2 separate regions of the Hordeum vulgare genome follow, and region 1 is linked to region 2. A link is a contact called in public Hi-C data. All regions are on one chromosome and are shown on one strand. Each heading gives the region's core, a stretch centred on a gene start, on an enhancer-like site or on the middle of the called end of the contact. The rest is flanking DNA. Distances are from core to core; before and after follow the strand shown.

What was found. Hi-C and Micro-C count contacts between places; a contact is called where the count stands out from the background.
Region 1: a contact with region 2 is called in a Hi-C map of leaf, with 7 times the contacts expected there. The contact joins the promoter of LOC123409239 here to the promoter of LOC123408896 in region 2. A contact is called at or near these places in 2 of 6 Hi-C or Micro-C datasets (leaf and seedling).

What each region holds. Positions count from the first base shown.
Region 1 is chr7H:460,284,967-460,287,955 of MorexV3_pseudomolecules_assembly, reverse strand. LOC123409239 (phosphoenolpyruvate carboxylase 1-like) reads left to right here and starts at 1,589. Exons shown (of 10, transcript XM_045102192.1): 1 at 1,589-1,918; 2 at 2,020-2,411; 3 at 2,531-2,615. The coding sequence starts at 1,745.
Region 2 is chr7H:459,794,291-459,797,063 of MorexV3_pseudomolecules_assembly, reverse strand. It overlaps LOC123408896 (arogenate dehydrogenase 2, chloroplastic-like), which reads right to left and starts at 1,311. Exons shown (of 7, transcript XM_045101927.1): 1 at 563-1,311; 2 at 271-439. The coding sequence starts at 990.

The DNA of each region.
Region 1 (2,989 bases), core at 340-2,839, 490 kb before region 2:
GGAGCTCTGTGGCCGGTGGACACAGTTGGGTTGGCATTGGTACAATCTGGATCTAGAGGTGGTGTGTTGTGGCATCTATCGCGTCAACGACGATGGGTCTCGACGTAGCGCTATAGGGTCTCGATGTTGGAGGTGTGTCGATGGACACATGCAAGTTGGTGGCGTTGTATGGCGTCGTGGTGGATCAACGACAGTTGGGCTTGGCAAGGTCGATACGTTGATCTCTCCTTAAGTTGGGACGGCGGAAGATGGTGGCAGTGGATTATGGAGTGTGCACATGCGGTGCTCGCAGATAATCAGCTAGACCGGTTGGTGCTCTGGGCTTGCTGGCGGGTGACTTGGCGAGACCATCGGATTAGATGGCGTGTGTTGATGTGAGGTCACGACACATCATCAAGGTTGTAGGTATAGCATTAGTAGTTGCAAAAAGGTGGCTTTGAGTTGATCCATGTATTTGTTTTGTTGGATTTTGTTGAATAATTCACTAAAATGGTTGTCTGCATCACTTGATGCAGAGGCCCGGGGTTGTCCTCCTTTTGAAAAAGAAAAAAAGATTAGATCGCTCGTCGCCCGAAGAAGGTAAAGGTGCTTCAGGAAGGAATTAAGTCTTCTTGGTGCGAAGCCGGAAACCCTGCCCGAGCGAAAGCCCTTGCAAAGAACAAGTGTGCCTCCCGACCCCTCGTTCTACAGAAGGAGGAAGACGAGAAAGGATTCTGACAACAACTTCGATGCCAACAACATTCACCTCCACGTCAAAGGAAGGGGGGGTCGAACAACTATTTGTTGTCCATCTACATGTTCACAAATGGTACGTGTGGGGGGAGAAAATTAGACATTTGTCCTCGAAAATGCCATAAATCCATACTTATCCCACCATATAGTGTGGTAGACAAAATTCTAATGGGTTGTGGTTTAGCTAATATCGACTAGAAAATGAACTAGAGTTCCCAATTTAGACAACAAAAATTAATAGCAAATTGAAACAAATACAGTAGCACTTTACATACAACATAGACATTCATACAAATTTAATGGTTGTTTGAAATTCCTTCGCTCCGCAAGGGGCAAGTGGTTATATTTCGGAGAGCGGCTAAGGGCACGTATAATGATGCTATCTTAAAAGTGCCACATAGGATAAATGACGAGGCGGAGGAGAGAGAACTTGAAAAAAAGGCTTTGCCTTCTCTTATTTAAGAGAAAACAAGAGGTGATCTTTTAACACAATATGTCTCGTCATGTTTTTAGGAATAACTAATAGTAGGAGATAAGGCTAACAGATAATCCATTATAGACTTTGTTTATTATCTCTAAATTAATATAAGATTTAAGATAAGATCATTTTATCAATCATTGTACATGTCCTAACTGGCTGCTCCGCGCGCTCCGCTTTATAGTGAAAGAGCAGAGGTTGCCGAACACAGCCCTACTTTGTTGTTCTTTCACATTTTGATTATTTTTTAAAGGAGAATTTCATTAGTTTGGGCGCCCGTGCATCCGCTTTAAGCTGCCTTTCCAACCTCCAAGGGCCGTACTTTTCCCGTGCACACACTCAGCGGTCATACACCACTGTCCGGTGCTTATTTAGACACCCACGGCAGACCACTGCCCCATCACCCCATCCACACTCGCAGCCATACACGCACTGTCCGTCCGTCCGACCGACGGAGAGCGCGAGACACACACACCGCTTCCTCCTCCTTTGCTCGGCGCGGCGCGGCTCGGCGCGGCGCTTCCCGCGAAGGACATGTCATCCTCCTCCGCCCCCATGGAACGGCACCACTCCATCGACGCGCAGCTCCGCCTCCTCGCCCCCGGCAAGGTCTCCGAGGACGACAAGCTCGTCGAGTACGACGCCCTCCTCATCGACCGCTTCCTCGACATCCTCCAGGACCTCCACGGCCCACACCTCCGCGAGTTCGTACGTACCAATCCATACCATCGATTAACCTTTGAACCGGTCCCGCGCATGGAATGAAAGGAGTCTGACCTCGCCGGCCGGCCGTCGCTCGCTCGCTGCAGGTGCAGGACTGCTACGAGGTGGCGGCGGAGTACGAGGGCGACCGCGACGCGGCGCGGCTGGACGAGCTCGGGGGCAGGCTCACGGGGCTGGCCCCGGCCGACGCCATCGTCGTGGCCAGCTCCTTCTCCCACATGCTCAACCTCGCCAACCTCGCCGAGGAGGTGCAGATCGCGAACCGCCGCAGGAACAAGCTCAAGCGCGGCGACTTCGCCGACGAGGCCTCCGCCACCACCGAGTCCGACATCGAGGAGACGCTCAAGAGGCTGGTGTCCGACCTGGGCAAGACCCGCGAGGAGGTGTTCGACGCGCTCAAGAACCAGACCGTCGACCTCGTCTTCACCGCCCACCCCACGCAGTCCATCCGGAGGTCGCTCCTCCAGAAGCACGGCAGGTTGATTTCTTTCACATCACCCCATTGAGCCCAGCCAGGCTGCCTTGAAACGAACACCGTAATTTCTGCTGCATTTCGAAAGCTTATTAACAGAGTAATCGAGCTCTCTGTACATGCAGGATACGTAATTGCCTGAGGCAGCTGTACGCCAAGGACATCACGGCAGACGACAAGCAAGAGCTCGACGAGGCTCTTCAGAGAGAGGTATATGCGTCGCACAGTCACAGGTCCATATCTAGCTATATGCGTGCATGAGAATTTTGCTTGATGAACCTAAGATGTTTGGGGAGAAGATATTCGATAAATGTTTGGGTAGCAGCAGTAGTATCAATTTTGCAACGGTAATCATAACCAGCGAACGTTCGCTGGAACGGAAGGCAATTGCGAACGTTTTTATGGCTAGTTTAGTTCCCGAGGATGGTAATTTTCTGGCTTAAAATGAACTGCGCCAACAAAAAATGCCATAACTCCGGGTGAACGTTCGATTGGGTCCTTTTGCAATTGTTGCTCAACTGTATCATAATTTCGGACCCATCAAACCAAGGGATGGGCGCAGTAACATTTAATCGCTATGCTAT
Region 2 (2,773 bases), core at 62-2,561:
GTACAGTCGTTGTGTCATGAGCACCGGACAGAGGGACGGTTGAGCAACTCAATGCTGGCCCCGTATGTTTGGCAGGACCCCAAACTCAACGTCACTGCTAAAAATGCGGCACAAAAAAGTACAGTACGTTTAGCGGTAGGCGCTGAAAAGTGTGACGAGACGTTTCGTTTAAAATTTCAACTAGAGACAGCTACTTACTTTGAGAAGAAATATTATCGGTACTAGTGCGATCATCAATGGTAAGTACGGGTCAGGTTGAAGGTTACGAACCTCGAGGAGGAGGTTGCGGGGGAACTGCTTGACGGAGAGCACGTCGGCGACGATGGTGTCGGGGCGGAGCTTGGCGAGGGGGATGGCCCGGACGACGGACTCCGTGGAGAGGATGGAGCTGCAAACCAGCAGCACGTCCGGCTGCTCCTCGCACAGCGCCTCCAAGCTTCTGTTGTTGTTGTTGTTGTCAGCATTTCACAGCATGATGGATTGATCCCCTTGCAATTGCATCCCAAGTTCCCAACCGATAGATCGAAGAAAGATAGGTTCGTGGATTGGCATGGTTGGTCACCTGAAGAAGCGTATCCCGTGGGCGGAGCAGTAGCCGGAGTAGTCGGATCTTGAGGTGGCCAGCACGGCTTGGCCCTGCCGCTGGATGCCCCTGGCGATGAACTGCCCGAAGTTGCCGAACCCGATGATCCCCACGCGCAGCGCCGCGGGATCCGGCGCCTCCGTCAAGGACACCGACGGCGACGGCGACGTGGAGGGCTGCTCGTGGTCGTAGGCGCCACGCCAATGTGCGGCGAGCTGCTGCTCCTGCTCGGTGGAGGTCGTGGCGTCTCTCGGGGGTTTGGCGCCGGCGGTGGCCGGCCTGATCGGCCGAAGGGCGGCGAGGGCGCAGAAGTCGGGGCTGAAGCGTCGCAGCAAGCTCGGCGTCGGCGAAGCGGCGGCACCGGCCGGGGAGCTGCGGCAGGCCAAGTGGCGAAGGGAGGAAGCCATCGGTCGATCGGCTGCTTACTACGAAGTGATCGCGACGCCGATGTACTTTTTATTAAGTGATCGCGAGGCCGGAGCCGGTGGCGCAGCCGTGCAGGTCTCGCGCGCCCTCGCCAGCTCGCCAGCCTTGCATACGCGTCGATTCCAACTTGGTCGATGGATGTATCGGGAAAAAGAGATCGCTCGGTCGGGAGCGAATCACGAGAAGCAGATGGTGTGGATTTGTTGAGGAAAAAATGGCGAGATCCGATGCGCGTGGCAGTCCATCACGTGGAGGCAGCGGCAGCAAATCGACCAATAATCTGGACAGCCGGCAGCAGCAAGTCAGGCGGCAGAAGAAAAGCAGGGCAAAATTGACAAAAATGACCCCTGGGACGAAAGAACTCACGGATTGACCCCTCGGGAGAAATAATTCACCGGCCTGATCCTTTTGTGTGGCGCCCGACACCTCGGCGCCACACTGTACTGTGTGACGCCTAGGGGTTAGGCGCCACACCCCCTACCACGTGGCAGGGAGGGCCCCACCCCCAGGCAGTGTGACGCCTAAGCCTCAGGCGTCACACATTGTAATGTGTGGCGCCTGACCCTTAGGCGCCACACACTGACTTACAGAGCCACGGACCAGCCCCCTCCCCACCCCCTCCCCACCCCCTCCCTCATTCCCCTCCCCCAGCCCCTCTCCCAGCCACTGCCCCCTCCCTCAAATCCTTCTCTACATCACCAAATCTCAAGGTTTGGAGCGGGCATTTGTTGTCCAATCACTCCCCTAAGGTAATCCCCACCTCTCCCCTCATTCTCATCCAAAGGAAAATCTTTTGTGTTCTTTTTTTTGCAAATTTGAGAAAACCCTAGTTTTTCATGAAATGTGGGATGTATATCATATTGTTTTATTTGTTTGTATGTTAGGATAAGGGGTATGATGGGGTTAGGATTAGGGTTGTTTGGATGTGTGCATTATGGTTGTTTTAGGGTTAGGCTAGGGTTAGGCTAGGGTTAGGCTATGGTTAGGCTAGGGTTAGGGATGTTTGGTTGTGTTAGGGTTATGAGGGGGTTAGGGTTATTTGGAAGTTAGGCTATGGTTATTGTAATTGTATGATTGCTCATAAAAAGGTTCCATGTTTTGTTGTTTAGGTATGGGAAGAACATGTGTTTATGTTCATCACGTGGACAAGGATGCCTTTTTAAAAGGCAATATTGATCCGGACCCGGATGAGCTTGACATGGTGTTCGATTTGTGTCCTAGCTATGCTGAATTGTTGGAACAAGTCCGAAAGGATTTGAATTGGATGGACCCTAGTGATGTAGTTGAGTTTGCTAGTAGGCATAATGTGGGATTCGGAATGCACATTCGTTGGAAGACCATGCGTGTCAACTCCGAGCAACGTTGGCTTGCATACAAGGATACGGTGGCCGAATCACTAGACAAGGCTCTAGAGTTATTTGCCATGAAAACAAATGTTCCTAACTTGTTGGATTTGAACCGGGTTTCCTCTTCGATTGTTGAAGCTATTCCTGCAACCATCAACGAAGAGGCCAGCATTGAACCTCTTTCTTGTGTGTATGAGGCTAACGAAGAGGTCAACATTGAACATGAACCATTGGTAGAGGCTAATTATGAGCACTATGATGATGGTAATGTTCTTCATGACAACAATCTTGGTGATTTGGACAAATATAATTTGCAAGAGACAATGAACCATTCCATTCCGTACTCACGTGGGTATGCCTCTGAGTCTGACGATGAGGGTCCCGATGAAGAAGTTGATGAGGAAGGGTTCACGGCAAA